Linked DNA regions of Sander lucioperca: region 2 is linked to region 1. The links are chromatin contacts, called in public Hi-C maps. All regions are on one chromosome and are shown on one strand. Each heading gives the region's core, a stretch centred on a gene start, on an enhancer-like site or on the middle of the called end of the contact. The rest is flanking DNA. Distances are from core to core; before and after follow the strand shown. Region 1 holds the start of LOC116039811 (tetraspanin-8-like). Region 2 holds the start of zcrb1 (zinc finger CCHC-type and RNA-binding motif-containing protein 1).

Region 1 (7,330 bases), core at 2,743-5,242:
TCATTATCAAAATCTGTGTTGTCCGTTCACAAACTTGTCCTTTTTCATGAATATTTACCATCACCATCAATTCCAAGCATTCCTTTTGGCTTGAAATTTTACAAAAAATCTTTAGCCAGAGTCCTGAGTGGAATGAAAAAGATTGAGAGCATATTTTTCCATAGTGAGGGTCCGTTTCCCGACTGTTCTCTAGGCTTCATTTCAAGGTTGTAGGTTATAGATTTGTAACATAACTTCCTCCAAACCTTGGACCATTCACTCCAAATAGCAAGATGATCATATTCATAGTAATATGTTTCTAATACTAGTGCTGCTTTGGACCAAGGCCCTGAAAAAGTTCTGGGAGTCGGGGAGGAACTACATCTGCTGAGAAATGTTTAAAGCAGATGATATTTGCTTCACAAACATGTGCTGTTTTTGTTGGTATTATAAGTGTGATTCTGTATAACTGAGGAGGTAGCAAAAAAAACGCTTAAGCAGTGTTAATGTATGAAATTCCTCTCAGTTAAATGCTGTAAGTTTGTTTTGTTGCATGTTATTGTTAAAAGGGGGACTCCAGGTATTCACTATTGCATTTCTACAAAGTTCTCCAGAGCTACCGAAGACATTTTTCAACTGTTTTCACAGACTACATGTGTAAAATCCGTGGAGTGCCCATTTGACTAATACTGAGGCTCTGAATGATGACTCTGTGATCAGCTAGCTGGACTAATGAACTATTTGTCCTCGCCTGTCTGGAGATAACTGACTCTGTCGTGAGTGATTATTGTGTTGTTTGTGATGCTGATATTGGCGTCAAGTATCTCAGTCAGCTTTGTGACAAAAAATCTTTCATCCAAATGCAAAACTGTCATCATGTAACAGTATAGGAACAGAAAAAGGAGAAGTCAATCAATTAATCAACATTTATTTATATGGCACTTTACAGCAACCAGCAGGTATCCAAAGTGCTTTACATCAGGAATCAAGTATAAAACAACATATCATACAATAAAAAGAATGAAACATAGAAAACAGTAAAATCAGAAAAGGTTACATACTGTAGAAACAGGAGGAGGAGAGGGAAATTGTCACACCCCTACTACGTATTAAAAGCCATTCTAAACAAATAGGTTTTGAGTTTGGATCTAAAAAGAGCTACATCTGTAATAGTGTGAATATCAGGGGGTAATTTGTTCCGGAGTCTCGGGGCAGCAACAGCAAAAGCCTGATCACCCCACCGTTTATACCTTGACCTTGGGACTTCTAAAACCAGTTGATTTGAAGACCGCAATGACCTGTTGTGCTCACGTAGGGTTACAATCTCAGACAAATACTCCAGGGCCAGGCCATTTAAGGCCTTGAAAACAAACAATAAAATCTTAAAATCAATTCCAAAACGCACAGGGAGCCAATGTAGGGTGTAGAGAACGGGAGTGATGTGTCCCCGTCTAGATGTAAATGTATTTGTTAAAAAGCGAGCAGCAGCATTTTGCACAAGTTGAAGTCGTGAGATGGAGGTTTGATTCAGACCAACATTAAGAGCATTACAGTAATCCAACCTTGAACTAATAAAAGCATGAATCGCCTTTTCTAGATCGCGCCTGTTAAGGAAGGGCTTAACTTTAGCCAGGAGACAAAGCTAGAAAAATCTCATTATAACAACATTGCTGATCTGCTTGTCAAATTTCATGCTGCAATCAAATGTAACCCCCACATTTTTGACAGCTGGCTTAGTGTATGAAGCCAGAGCTCCCAAACTCAAAGCTGGACTGTTTGGCATGCAAGTTTTATCTTCATTCAAATTAAGAAAGTTATGTGAAAGCCACAACTTAATGTAATTTGGTTTTATAGGCAAATAAATTTGCAAATAATTTGCATAACAATTAAATGATGAAATGGTTATGCTTGCCTATAATAGCCCCTAAAGGCAACATATATAAGGAAAACAGGATGGGGCCAAGAATTGAACCCTGAGGTACCCTACAAGAGAGAGGAGCAATTGACAAGGAGAGGTCACCAATCCTGACAGAGAAGCTCCTATTTGCCAAATAGGAGCTAAACCATTTAAGTGCCGAGCCTTGGATGCCTACACAATGATCAAGGTGAGAGAGGAAGACTGCATGGTCCACTGTATCAAAAGCTGCTGTGAGGTCCAAAAGCCCTAAAGCAGCAGGATTCCCGGCAAGGCAAGAAGTAGTAATTGTTAATAGAAACTTTGGGTATAAAGAAAGTCACTGTGAGACTTTGTGTATGCATAAGGGTTCATTTTCAGTGATCAATATATTTAGAACTTTAAACACATAATTCACACATGGAAGGATCAGTGTTTCAGTGTTTACTCAATCAAACACACAGTAATGATTTTTCTGGACAACAGTGCAGAGAGGTCAGTGTTCACATCTATAATGGTTTGAAGTCAAGAGACGATATCATGAGTGTTCCAAGAAACACAAGTGTTAAACATTACACAATCGCAGATCGTTATGTCAGTTGTATGTTATGAGTGTGGATATTACTGTAATTTAAACATTCAATTCTGTAGAAGACGTCTTGTAACAGCCAACAGCATTTTCCCACAGCAAGAATGTTGCTCCACGAGAATCAAACTGTGCAACATGTATCTCCCGAGAAATATAATTGGTCCAAGCATTTCCAAGAAATAAAAGCAGTTTTTGGCCCTCGGCGTCCTTCCGCCCACCAACATCCTCTGCGCCACAGAAGGTGCATTCATGTCCTACAGATGTGTGAGTGGGTGTCAATAATTTTGTAAGCGCTGATGAAGTTGACTTAAACATTTGGAAACATGGGACAGCTTTACATACGTATGCGTGGATGTAAATGCCTGCATTAGTGTGTGTGTGTGCGTGTGTGTGTGTGTGTGTGTGTGTGTGTGTGTGTGTGTGTGTGTGTGTGTGTGTGTGTCTGTTCACCATGCTCTCCAGATGTGTCTGTGCTCCATCAGGAAATGCTCCACTCTGGATCTGCTTTAACAATTGACTTTTTTTCTGTTGGAACTCCAGGGACCATTAATGTTGCAGCAAAGTGCATCTGAATCTGTGCCTGAGAAATAGATCGATAGATAGTGTGAGTGTGTGTGGGACTGTGATGGGAAGTCATGTGATGCAGCCTCTCACTAGTTCCTTTGTTCGTCCAAGACAACAGCAGACAAAAAGAGCTTTATGGGGGACTTTTGAGGTCCATTTGAGAGCTCTGTTTTCTCTGTCTTTGGATCAGTCTTGTTCTCTTTCTGGTCTTTCACTGGTAACATAATCAAGTTTTTGGTAAACCTCCTGTGATTACTTTCCTTTTCACTGTTCCTACAGGTACACTGTCAATATTTCTCTCTCTGCCCCTGCAGCACAGCACACACATTAAAGTCAGCCATCACAATAAACTAATATACAAACTGATCTGTTCCTGTTAATTCGGGCGGGAAAAAAACACTTGTGTGTCTGAGGTAAATGGCCCAGAAAGACGTTTAAAATATCCATCATTGTGTTGTTGCAATATCCACTCCAGCTGATGATATTGGTGTTACTAGTCATTACGAGGTTACATGCATTACTGAGAACCTCTTCATTTGACTTGAGTGATGGCTTTTCTGCTAATTATATGATCCATAACAGCACTATAATGTCACAGTATACATTGGATTTATGTTTGCAGTACCTGCACTATGTCCTACTCACAGCAGTACAGTAAACATGCTCTCATTTATCTAAGCTGTTGTCGATACATATTGTATATTGATAAGTTTTGTAATAGTAAACGTACAGTGTGTCTTTAAAACAAAACCTTACTTAAAGGCCTGGGGTCTAAACACACTGAGCAGTTAATTCTGGGCTACAGACCAGTCACAAAGTGCCTTCAAAACAAAAAAAACTAAACAATTCTATCACTTTTCACCCATTCCTGAACAATCTGTAATACTGTTTCCCCACAAATGATATTCATTAATTCCACCCACACACATATACAGCCCCTCCAGATGGGCAGGGCCATTCACCCAATACCATCGGATTTCCTCCCACACGCCCATGCACAAACACCAAGGGGCTGTGCGCGCAACAAGATGAGAAGTTTCTCTCTCTATTAAAGACGCATCTCCATAGCGTGCGCTTCTATTTAGGAAAACTTTAAACGGCATTACAAATATTGACGGCGAGTTTAAGCGCAACAACATGGGGAAAGTGAACGTCTGTTTGAAGCGAAGTTACATTATAGTGATAAGTTTGATCGCGGTAAGTGTTTGTTTTTTTCTTTCTGCTGCTTCTACAGAAACAGTTCATAGGCTACTCAAATGAACCACTTTGTAAGTGTAGATTATTCAACATAAAATCCGTCAAACTGTGGTTGTATCAGATGCTTACATCTACAAGTCGATTATTTCAATTCAGTTGTTTTCAGAGCAACTTATTAAAGAAGTGTGATATCTTATTGGTGCTTCAGTTGTAGCCGAGAGAAACGAGAGGAAGTGGAGCTTGTCTTAAGAAAATGCAGACGTTTAATTTGAAAAATCAAAACTTGTTGGAATAAATATTCAGTAGAGAAAGTGAACCCCCAGTGGATAAAGGGGACATTGTAAATAGCTAAAGAAATCTCTCCAGACGATGATAAGCAGTTGTTATTATTAATACCTTTTTTGTAGCTAATAAGGGACCGTTCGGTATTTATGGAATGGACCACAGGAGGAAAATAGTGGGAGGGTCATGTCTTTTTATTTTTTTGCTGAGGGGAGGGTCATCCAACATTTTTTAGTCTGGGTGGTGTGGTCACCCAACTTTTTTATTCATGAAAAGAGCAAAATTTCAAAGTGGCTTGTTTGGTGCATATTTATCCATGTAGCTCTCAGTCTCGGCCCCCTAGCAGATGGTTCTGACCCCAGTTTGCTCAATAACACAAAACAACTAAATGGTGATAGGTAATACATCTGATTTCATATACTGCTTTAGTAAAAAAAAATCTTACCTGGCTGACGATGGGAGCAGCAGGACGCATAAAACGAAACTTACTGTTGCACTAGTCTGGACATCTTGCCGTGCCAACCTTGCAATAAAGGTTTCCTAAATGCCATGTATATAGATGTGATGTCAGCTTACTAATTGATTGCGGGTTTTGTGTAGATTTGGACTTGTATACGTTTATTCCACTTTGTTTAAACGGCGAAGTGGAGAGGCCTCGTTCACCTGTTTAGAGCTGGCTGGTGAATGTGACGCTCGTATAGGCCTTGCTGGATACACCGTATCATTTACCTGTTTGTGGATCTACTGATCGCTGTGGATTACTTTTTTTCATGTCATTGGATTACGGCAAAATACGGAACTTTTTTCTCAACGTGTCTTAACGTTTTATAGTGTGACTGCGCTTGGTTTCTGCGTTTGGAGAGGCATCTCAACAGACTGTAGGTAGAACACTGATTGTTCACTGTTACATTTTAGTTGAATTTAAGTGTTGGGGCATTCCGCCACCGTCTGTCTATTGCGTTCCAAAACAGCCGTGCCGCGATTGGATTTCATAAGGGCGAATTGTTAAATTGTTACAATGTAACTTAAAATCTGCTTTGAAAATAAACATATATGTTTTGGAATATAATGTTCAGCTTCGGCAGCTTTACCTATGTGCTAAAATATACAATGACGATAGTGACAAGTCCATAGCAACCAGTGTTGAATTGGTTATATCCCAGTGTCCTTTGTTGAATGGTCTCAATGTTTTATTGTTTTATTTCATATGAATACTAGTTTAGGAGTAACTTAGGGCGTTTTCACACATACCTCATTTGGTCCGGACTTTCGGACTTTTCAGTTTGATCCGAACCAAAATTACAGGTGTGAAACCCCCCCAGACCACGGTCCGGATCAAAAGACCAAATTTTGATCCGACCAAAAGAGGTGGTCTCGGTCCGGACCAAACTGAACCATGGTCCGGTTCGTTTACAGTGTGAAAGCATTTTTTGGATGGTTCGGACTTTCGGACCAAATAGAAGAAGCTCTGGCAGGCTCTCCTTGTGTTACAAGACCGGGGAATAGCTCCTTTAAGGAACAGCTCGGTGCTTAGTGTGTAGGCTACATGAGAGTGAGAGTGACGGTGAATGCACTCAGAGCAGACAGCTGTCGGCTATCAGAGCAGAGAATACATCAGCAGTTTATTTGTTAAGTGGTAGTAAATGTACAGTGTAGGTTTCCGTTTGTCTCTGAATAAATTCTCCAGAAAGTTCCAGTGTCTTGCTTCTCAACACAAGTATATCTCGCTGCAGTCTGCGGGAAGGCGGGGCTTGATGTCAAGGCAGCCATTTTTTTTTGCTTACGTCATTCCCCATACGCTCGAACGGACCAAGAAAGCCTGGTAACATTTTTTACTATGAAGAAAATTATTTGGATAAATGCCATGTTTTTTATTTTGAATCTTTTAATTTTATTTGAAAATGTTATATCTATAAATGTAAATGATCTGAAAGAAAACCGAATAGGCTAGTCACCAATTTAAAAATGACATGAAATTATATTTTAAAACTTTAAAAAAGGACTGACAAATAAGAAAGCCATCCAGACTCTGAACATTTACAATGCCTTACAACCTCTTTAATGTAAATTTAATGCGCCCCTTTTTCGTGTATGTATGTATGCATTTAATGTTTTCAATGTGTTTATGGATCTGTACTTGAATAATAAAGTTTTTTGAAGACAAAAAAAAAAAAAATAAAAGACGCGAAGCTGATATAGCCTCTTGATTCACATTAGATAGAAACTGATGATGTTTATAGGCTAAACACAAACGACATTTCATGCAACAGTGAAGTTTTCATGTAGTTACTGATTTTTTATTTTGAAATGATATCCAAATTTGAAAAATGGGTCATTTTAAACCTTGTTAATATTGATGACAATGTGTTCAAACGGAAAACGAGCCATATTTCATTTAATTTAGCCCTCAAAAGTAGAATGGTGTGTTGTTTCTTTAAATGGTCTCTCTGTCTGGTTCAGTAGAATTCACAATCATGCGAGATGCTCCTCGGATATTACCTGCACAGTAACACACCTAATCTAAGTATTTCAAAAGGTCGAACACACATACAGATGTCTAGATACAGTAAAATCGCTACGTGATTACCGTTATATCCGAGGGTTGAAGTTGCATTTTAACGGGGCAGTGCAAGTTGCTGCTGTGGTTTAGCTGAAGCTAACGCAGCCTGAGCTTTCACGTTACAATATAAAAGGTGTTGACCGTTGACTTAGCTAGCACGCAAACAGTTCATTTACATGTCTACGAGCATGTTAGCAAACTACACCAAAAGACAAATACTGAGGAATATTGATAGAAAGCAGGGGAAACTAGTAGGCTACTTCCA
Region 2 (7,330 bases), core at 1,562-4,061, 140 kb before region 1:
AGCAAATGTTGCGTTTAAAGCTATGTGTTAACCACTCATATCAGATCACTGTACTTGGAATCCTCTCATCTCCCTGCACCTACGACTTTGACTCGAAGACTGCAGAAATACCGCAGCTATTTAGACCTCACCACAGCTGCATTAAATATCGGGAAATCCCTCGCTTTATTCGCGTGCTGACGCAAGCGAGCATCAAAAACCAAATTCCAAAGCGAACCACTGTACCGCGACTCTCATCTATCATAATGCTTTTCAAATGATGGGATGAGCCCCAGACTGAGGCCGGGGGTTCCCAAACCTTTTCATATCAGCTGGATCTCCTTTATGTCCCGAAGATGAGACTTTACCGCATTTTTGCATTCATACTGTCAAGATCACTGCAAGTAGTACAGTTTGGCACTTAATCGTGGTTGGTGTATCAAGCAGAAAATTCGTCATACAAATACCCATTATGCTTAACTGACACACATAACCGCTTTTGATATGTTATGGAGAAAATTATTCATGTATATAACATAATCCAACCACTAATTTGATCAATGATAAATAAAAATGGACATTTCCAGCATCAGTTGCGTTTCCAAATTTACATTTGCTTCATCGACCTAAGCAAATGAATAAATAATCGTTTTTCTTCAGCATTCTTGATCTGATTCAGGAACAACTAACAATTCATTTGGTAAGTCATTAAGAAACAAAGTTTTATTGACTGACTGACTTTGGAAAAACACCACATATGCTCACTCGATCAATCCAAGAACAGAACATGTCGTTACAAAAAGAGGAAAATGTAAATTCATCAGTGTCAACGGAAGCATCCCCACTATAATACAATACAATTTACAAAAATAAAGCAATATTTGACTAACAACTTATGTCCAAACTGTGTATTATTATTATTATTAGTCACTGAGCTCCTCCTCGTCACTGAAGTATGCACTCTTTTTGATCCTTGGTTTCTTAGAGTCTGAGGATGTTGAAGCGTGAGCACCGTCCTCTTGAGACAAGCGTGCCTGCTTCTTCTGCGTTTCATTCTCTTCCTCAATACGGGCTTGCTGGAGGGACACAAAAGACAGAAGAAATATGACACTGCTAAAAGATAATAACATACATTTTACATGCAGAAAGTGTTTCCAGTTCCCACAGCCTCAGTCCAAACAGCAGTTATTCATATTGCCTACTAGTTCTCAACTTTTTTGGGGGAGTAGGTTACATTTCAGTAGCGAAGCCTATTTGGATTTCTATATTCGTCACTTACCTGAAAAGCTATTGCTTGGCTCAGACTATCTAAGGTTGGGTCCTCTCCCTCTTCTTCACTTTCTTCTTCTTCTTCTTCACTAAAAAGGGAAAAGACGTAGGAATTACAAAAACAACAATACCCAATATACAATATATCACAAAATATCAGCTATAAAATACTTACACGTGCTCAGGTTGTTCAGCCTTTTTCTTCTTTTTCTTTTCTTTCTTCTTTGGAGGTTCCCTCTCTCCCAGAATGTTTTTGGGGCATGCGTAGCTCAGATGACCTGTATCCTGTGAGGTTTCATTTAATAATGCACAAAATCAGACAACTCTTTCTGGGATGATTTTTTTTTTTGTGCACATTTTTGTTTCCATTCAAGGCATAAAAAAAGATTATACTTGCAACTGTAAGTCAATAAAATGTGATGATCTCACAGAAAGAAACTGTTAAATATGCACTGACCCCACATTCGTAACATTTAGTCTTGTCTGTGTAGTTCCGTCGTCTTATAAACTCAGTTGCTCGCCCATTGTCTACGGCAATGCTAGCTTTCACTGTTCTGCCAAACAACTGAGAGACAAACACATTTGGAAGTCTGACAACAAGTGAATATCAGAAACATCACTCACAAGGAGACTGCAGCTAATGCTCAGAGCCATACAGTATGAACAGACTCACCTGTTTGTTATTCACTGCTCTTGCACAGTTGTGAGCTGATTCTCTGTCCAGGAAGAGAACAAACGCCACCCCTTTACTCTGGCGAGTGTCTTTATCTTTAACGATTGTAACCCTGAAATATGCACGAGTTATTAACATCATCTTTTTTTTTTTTTTTTTTTTAAACGTGTAATAATAACTATTACAAGTATCCAGAGCCTTTATTTGATCGTTGTGGGTTATTCCTTCACTACTTTGCTGTAAGATAACAAATAAAGTATGATAGAGCCGTTACTTACTTTACAACTTTTCCATATTTGGTGAATAGCTGAAATGAGACAAAGTGATCTGTTTCAGTAAGGACCACGGTGGAATTTGACTCATTTGTGGGTTTTTTGCCAAACAAAAGCATCATTAGTAATTACAAACATCATTAGCAACATTTTTTCACAACACTGATGAACACTTGTCAACAATTGTAATTGTTGTCTTACCTTGTGTAGGTCATTGTTGGTAAGAGAGAATGGCAGGTTTGACACATACACAGTGCTTTTGCTTGGTGCCAAACCCCCGCTCATACTGGACGCATATGGCACACTGTAAGACAAATAAGACAGATGATCATAACATTGTTTAATGCACAACCAGCTACTTAGCTTTCTTGTTAAATTCATTCATGTCGCGTTAAACCTTTTTAACGTAACTGCAATCAACTGACTACATTAACCAAACTTACCACTTACCAACACTACCTCCACCGTTGAAAAATATCTAAATGTGTTTAAAATAGCAGAATTGTGTGTATTTGTATCATGGATGTATTATGATTTGTATGCAGCTAGCTACTTTAGCAAACAGAAACAAACGCCATGTCTGTACGTCGCAACTTGATGACGTATGCGCATTCCTTGTCCAATAAAACAGCCGTTATCCATGTCGCTGCTACACCTACCGGAAAGGCTAGGCTAACTAAACGATAGAGGAAGGTGAGATTGTTGTGCTAGCTTGGGCTACTGTCGGTTATTTAACCCGTGTTTATCTAGAAGATGCAATATTTCGCCGTAAATATTTATTTGTGATTTTTGTGTGCCGGTATCGATTAGTTAATTTGCTCTCAGATTAAATAAAACCTCCGAATTTGCAGCAAATATGGAGGCTAGCTAATTAGCAATGTTAGCTGTCTTTTCTGCGTGGAGCTAACGTTACAGTAGTTAATGTTAGTACTAACTGTTAATTCACCATCACAGAACATGTAGTGATTTGTGTAACTTATCGGCTGGGTGCGATGAAGCTAACGTTAGTGCTATGTTTAATATGGCGTTGTTGGTCAAATGAGCATTCATCCATCGGTCAGTCTATTCTGCAGAAAGAAACCTCTGCCAGCTCAGTTGCTTGAATCACACATCTCATGTTCAAACAGTGCTCCACAACTTATCTTATTTTAAAAATGTGCAACATAGAGCGGTTTTTATTCTCTACAAAAGTATGCATCTCATTTATTTCTTTTATAGGCTCCTAAACAGTTGCATGGAAACTTATTCCAAGTGTATATGTTAGTCTTCACAGTGTTGTCTTTTTACAGATTGTGTTGAAGATCACATCTCATTATCGTATCACCCCGATTCACAGAAGTCCTTGAGTCCAAAAGTAAGTTAGTGACAACACTTGTCTTTACAATACATTTGTTTACCAGTGTTTTGTTTGACACCAAGACCACAACAAGAGAAATACCACTACTGCCTAAATAGAAATAATAAGTAAATAAAACAGGATCATATGGCACATGCAAGAATTGGGACAATATTCAGAGCATTTTATATATTTTAAAAGTATTTTTGCAAGAGCTGTTTTAGTGTTGCAGCATGCACCTGACTGAACCAAAATGCTTTCACATGATGAAACTCTTGTCCCATGGTTGTCATCAAACTAAATATAGGCTATCCTTTTATGTTCTTGCATATCTAGTGCAAATTTGTTTTACTAAAATATTGCTGCCTCAGGAAGCTGACTTTGGCATTGGCATTTTTTTTTTTTTTTTGTGGAACCACCGTTGCATGATTACATGTACAATGCATTCATCCCTGCTGTTGCTCTGCCTTTTGCAGTGACGTACAGGAGAGACAGGAGTATACGAGAGGTGTATGATGAACGCTTTTTAACAGAGAGACCGGTGAGTGTGTACAAAGTGAATTCAGTCCATTTTCTTTTCTTGATAGCACTTTGACCTTGTTGTATCACATTCAAGAGTATGCGCATAAAAACACAAGTAGGAAGACTTGCAGTATATGTCTTTCAAGCAGCCTGGATACATTATTTGGAGAGAGCATATTTCTACTACAACTATAAATAAAATGTAATGTATTTTTTCTGACATGGATGGACAACATGTCATACGAACTAGTTCTGACCAAGTATACCATGGCTTTATACAGCTCGCTTAATTGAGAAAAATCCTCTATTTAATTGCGACATCAGGTGAAGAAGTTCTTAGCCAGGTTGACATAAGCCAAGGGTAATTTGAGCAGACAAACATTTTTACGCAGAAATTTACAAAATTAGATTCCCCCCAACAACATTTTTTTTATTTTTTTAAAATAATTTAACTGCAAATGTAAAATAATAAAATGTACCCATCCTGGTAGGGTCCGTACCCACGGGCAGCTGGGGCAGCAGAGAGGAGGGGCCCCTTTAGCAGGCCAGAGGACGACTATGGCCGCGGCGGGTACGAATACGAAGGAGGTCCACGCTTCTTCCCAAATGGAGGAGGCCCACGAAATTATCATGAAGATCAGAGGGGCTACCATGGTGACAGCCTTCATTTCCCTGCTGAACGCAGAGCTGTTCCACCTTCAAGAAGGGTGAGAGCATGAATGTCATACAATTAACATTGTTGTGTTCATATGAACAAATTAGTTAAAATGTAGTGACAGTGTGTGAAGTGGAGATAAAATAGGAACTTCCAAAGACTGCCTCAATATTAGCAGCTGCCACTGCACAAAGTAATTGAGTTACATTAATAAACAACTCTAGGGTTTTCCCTACCATTATAAGACTTAGGCGCAGCACCCATCTGGTTTGGGCACCACCTAAGCCAGATGAATGTAAAATCAATGTGGGCACCAAAACTAACTACATGACTTTTCTCAGATCTAATAATTGTAGTTGATCCCCAGTCGACTTCTTTAGCAAGTTTTGTCTTTCAGCTTTTAGGTTTTCCAACGTTTTAGACACACGTATGGTAATAATAATAATATGCAACTGCATATCATGTTAATATTGTTAGTTTAATATGCACACTCAAATTTGGCCAGCTGAGGGCGCTATAGTTAAAAGGATCAAATTTAAATATTTTCAAGCCAAACAGTGTGTGCTACAATGTTGCTGTTTATTATGATATGCATATCAATTTCTTCTTGGACTTTGACATTCCAGTATGAGGGATGTTGTTGTCATATCATTTTTTTTAACTTAGTTTTTTTCTCCCTTTTTGCAGTGGTTTCTTTGTCTTTATTGCTGATAAAGCTGACTAACTTAGTGACATTTTCCCAGCGACACATTCTAAAATGAACTAAAAACGATGTCTTGGCATCAATATTCATTTAGCATATTTATCAGTATCAGGTCATGAATCCATGAGATACTGTAAAATAAACTGTAGGGGGGAACGTTTGGCTGTATGGAAGTTAAAGGCACATTTTGAAATCAAAACTGGTAACATCATTTGTAGTTTCAGACTGATCATTTATAACTAAGTTCCATAACATCTGTATTTTAGGACAGGATCAAATCCTTTGAAGAAAAAGTGCCAGCAAAGGTCCCTTTCATGGATTTGATCTTTTTTTTTTTTTTTTTTTACATGTTCTTTATTGGCTAGGAGGACTATCCTTACAGAGTACCCAGGGAAGACCAACAACACACAGGACGGCCTTTGGAGTTTGGGTAAACTGCTTCTGTTTGTCTTGAAGGAGCCAATATTTATTTTCCAAAAAATGAATCTTGTCTACCAAGTTGTACTTGATAAGTAATATCACTCAGCAGAATTGGATGTTATCATTTTGGGTAGCAGGGCCCTTTTTCTATGCACTTGCGTTGTGAGCAAGTCCTCTAGTTAGGCTAAGAAGGGGGATTTCTGCAGGAGTAGGCCTCCATTTTCAGTATGTGTTTGAAATGTTTGTTTACATAACTGCTATTATAAATCATGGTCTGCTCTGACCCATATTGGCTTGTCTCACCCTATTTACATAATTTCTGGCGGTCTCAGTGCTCACCTGGCTCCAGACGATAACTACGGTTCTTAGCTGAACAGTGTCTGTATTTAGGCCACAATTTGGGTGGCAAAAATCTAGACTACGGATTTTGGTTAACAGGTTTACAATATTTACTCAAAACCCTTGGCTCTGGTTCCACTTAAGCATTTCGGTTGCAGTTAATTCACAATCAATTCTGATGTTCGTGTCATTTTGTTTTCTATATTAAAACGGTCATGACGGTGACATTTCCAGCTATTGGTTTGTAAATATGTTTTTTTTATTTTAGATTGAAGTTCACTTAGCTAGATCAAAGAACAAAAAGGTGAAATAAGATAACCCATCCTAAGCTGCAATTTTTGTCGTAGTCCAGTGTCGTGTAATAAGTTTAAATTATTTCAGCTTAAATCCCTTGAGTGGTATCAACGCTGAAAGGCAGTACGGGGCCTATATTAAAAATGCACTGCTGTATACAGTTGCAAAACAGGACAGAAATTTAAAAAAAATATATATTATACTAAATTCACCACTTAGCAGGCGGACAGGGAAACGATGGCTTTTACTCCAAACATTTGGAGCTGTGAAAGGGCACTGAGGTCAGTTCCCGCCTGTTGATTGGTGGGTTTGGTGTGGGTAGAGGTCAGAGGTCAGTTGAGACGCAGTGGGGAGTTAGGAAAAGGGGCACAGAGATAATGGGTGCCAGAAGTTACAAGGGATACAGGGCATGCATGTACATGTTTATTTTTTCCATTCAAGAAGGTTTTGCTATTGGGGAGCATAAACAAAAAATCTGTATTTCCCACAGTTGACATTATTATATTACCCTGTGACCATCATGTGACACATAAAAAATTGATATACCCTATAATATCACCCCTGCAGCTTCTCATGCATATTTAGACTCTGGAAGATCTGTTGCTCCGTTTGCAATCACAATGCTGCATGAAGTGTCACCTTTTTTCTATTATATTTGTTCTAATGCATTAGCATTAATGATATCATAGAAAAAAAGTCCTCTTTATCTAAGCCAGACTGGCAGTATCTGTTCAGCCTGAATAAATGTCAGGTTAGGATCCTGACAGGATGAAAAAGACTGCAGCAGTTCTGTTTGCATTTTTAAACATCTAGTTATTGGATAAGTTCCATGTGTGGTTATGTGTAAACCTGTAACCATACTTGGCTA

What was found. Hi-C and Micro-C count contacts between places; a contact is called where the count stands out from the background.
Region 2: a contact with region 1 is called in a Hi-C map of muscle, with 3 times the contacts expected there. The contact joins the promoter of zcrb1 here to the promoter of LOC116039811 in region 1. A contact is called at or near these places in 2 of 2 Hi-C or Micro-C datasets (liver and muscle).

Annotation. Positions count from the first base shown.
Region 1 is chr20:12,892,554-12,899,883 of SLUC_FBN_1.2, reverse strand. It overlaps LOC116039811 (tetraspanin-8-like), which reads left to right and starts at 3,992. Exons shown (of 9, transcript XM_035996275.1): 1 at 3,992-4,223. The coding sequence starts at 4,164.
Region 2 is chr20:13,030,032-13,037,361 of SLUC_FBN_1.2, reverse strand. It overlaps zcrb1 (zinc finger CCHC-type and RNA-binding motif-containing protein 1), which reads right to left and starts at 2,811. Exons shown (of 9, transcript XR_004896012.1): 1 at 2,637-2,811; 2 at 2,395-2,497; 3 at 2,200-2,228; 4 at 1,922-2,033; 5 at 1,706-1,813; 6 at 1,424-1,533; 7 at 1,259-1,337; 8 at 841-1,055; 9 at 684-810. pphln1 (periphilin-1) reads left to right here and starts at 2,780. Exons shown (of 11, transcript XR_004896011.1): 1 at 2,780-2,886; 2 at 3,483-3,547; 3 at 4,006-4,070; 4 at 4,543-4,758; 5 at 5,775-5,839.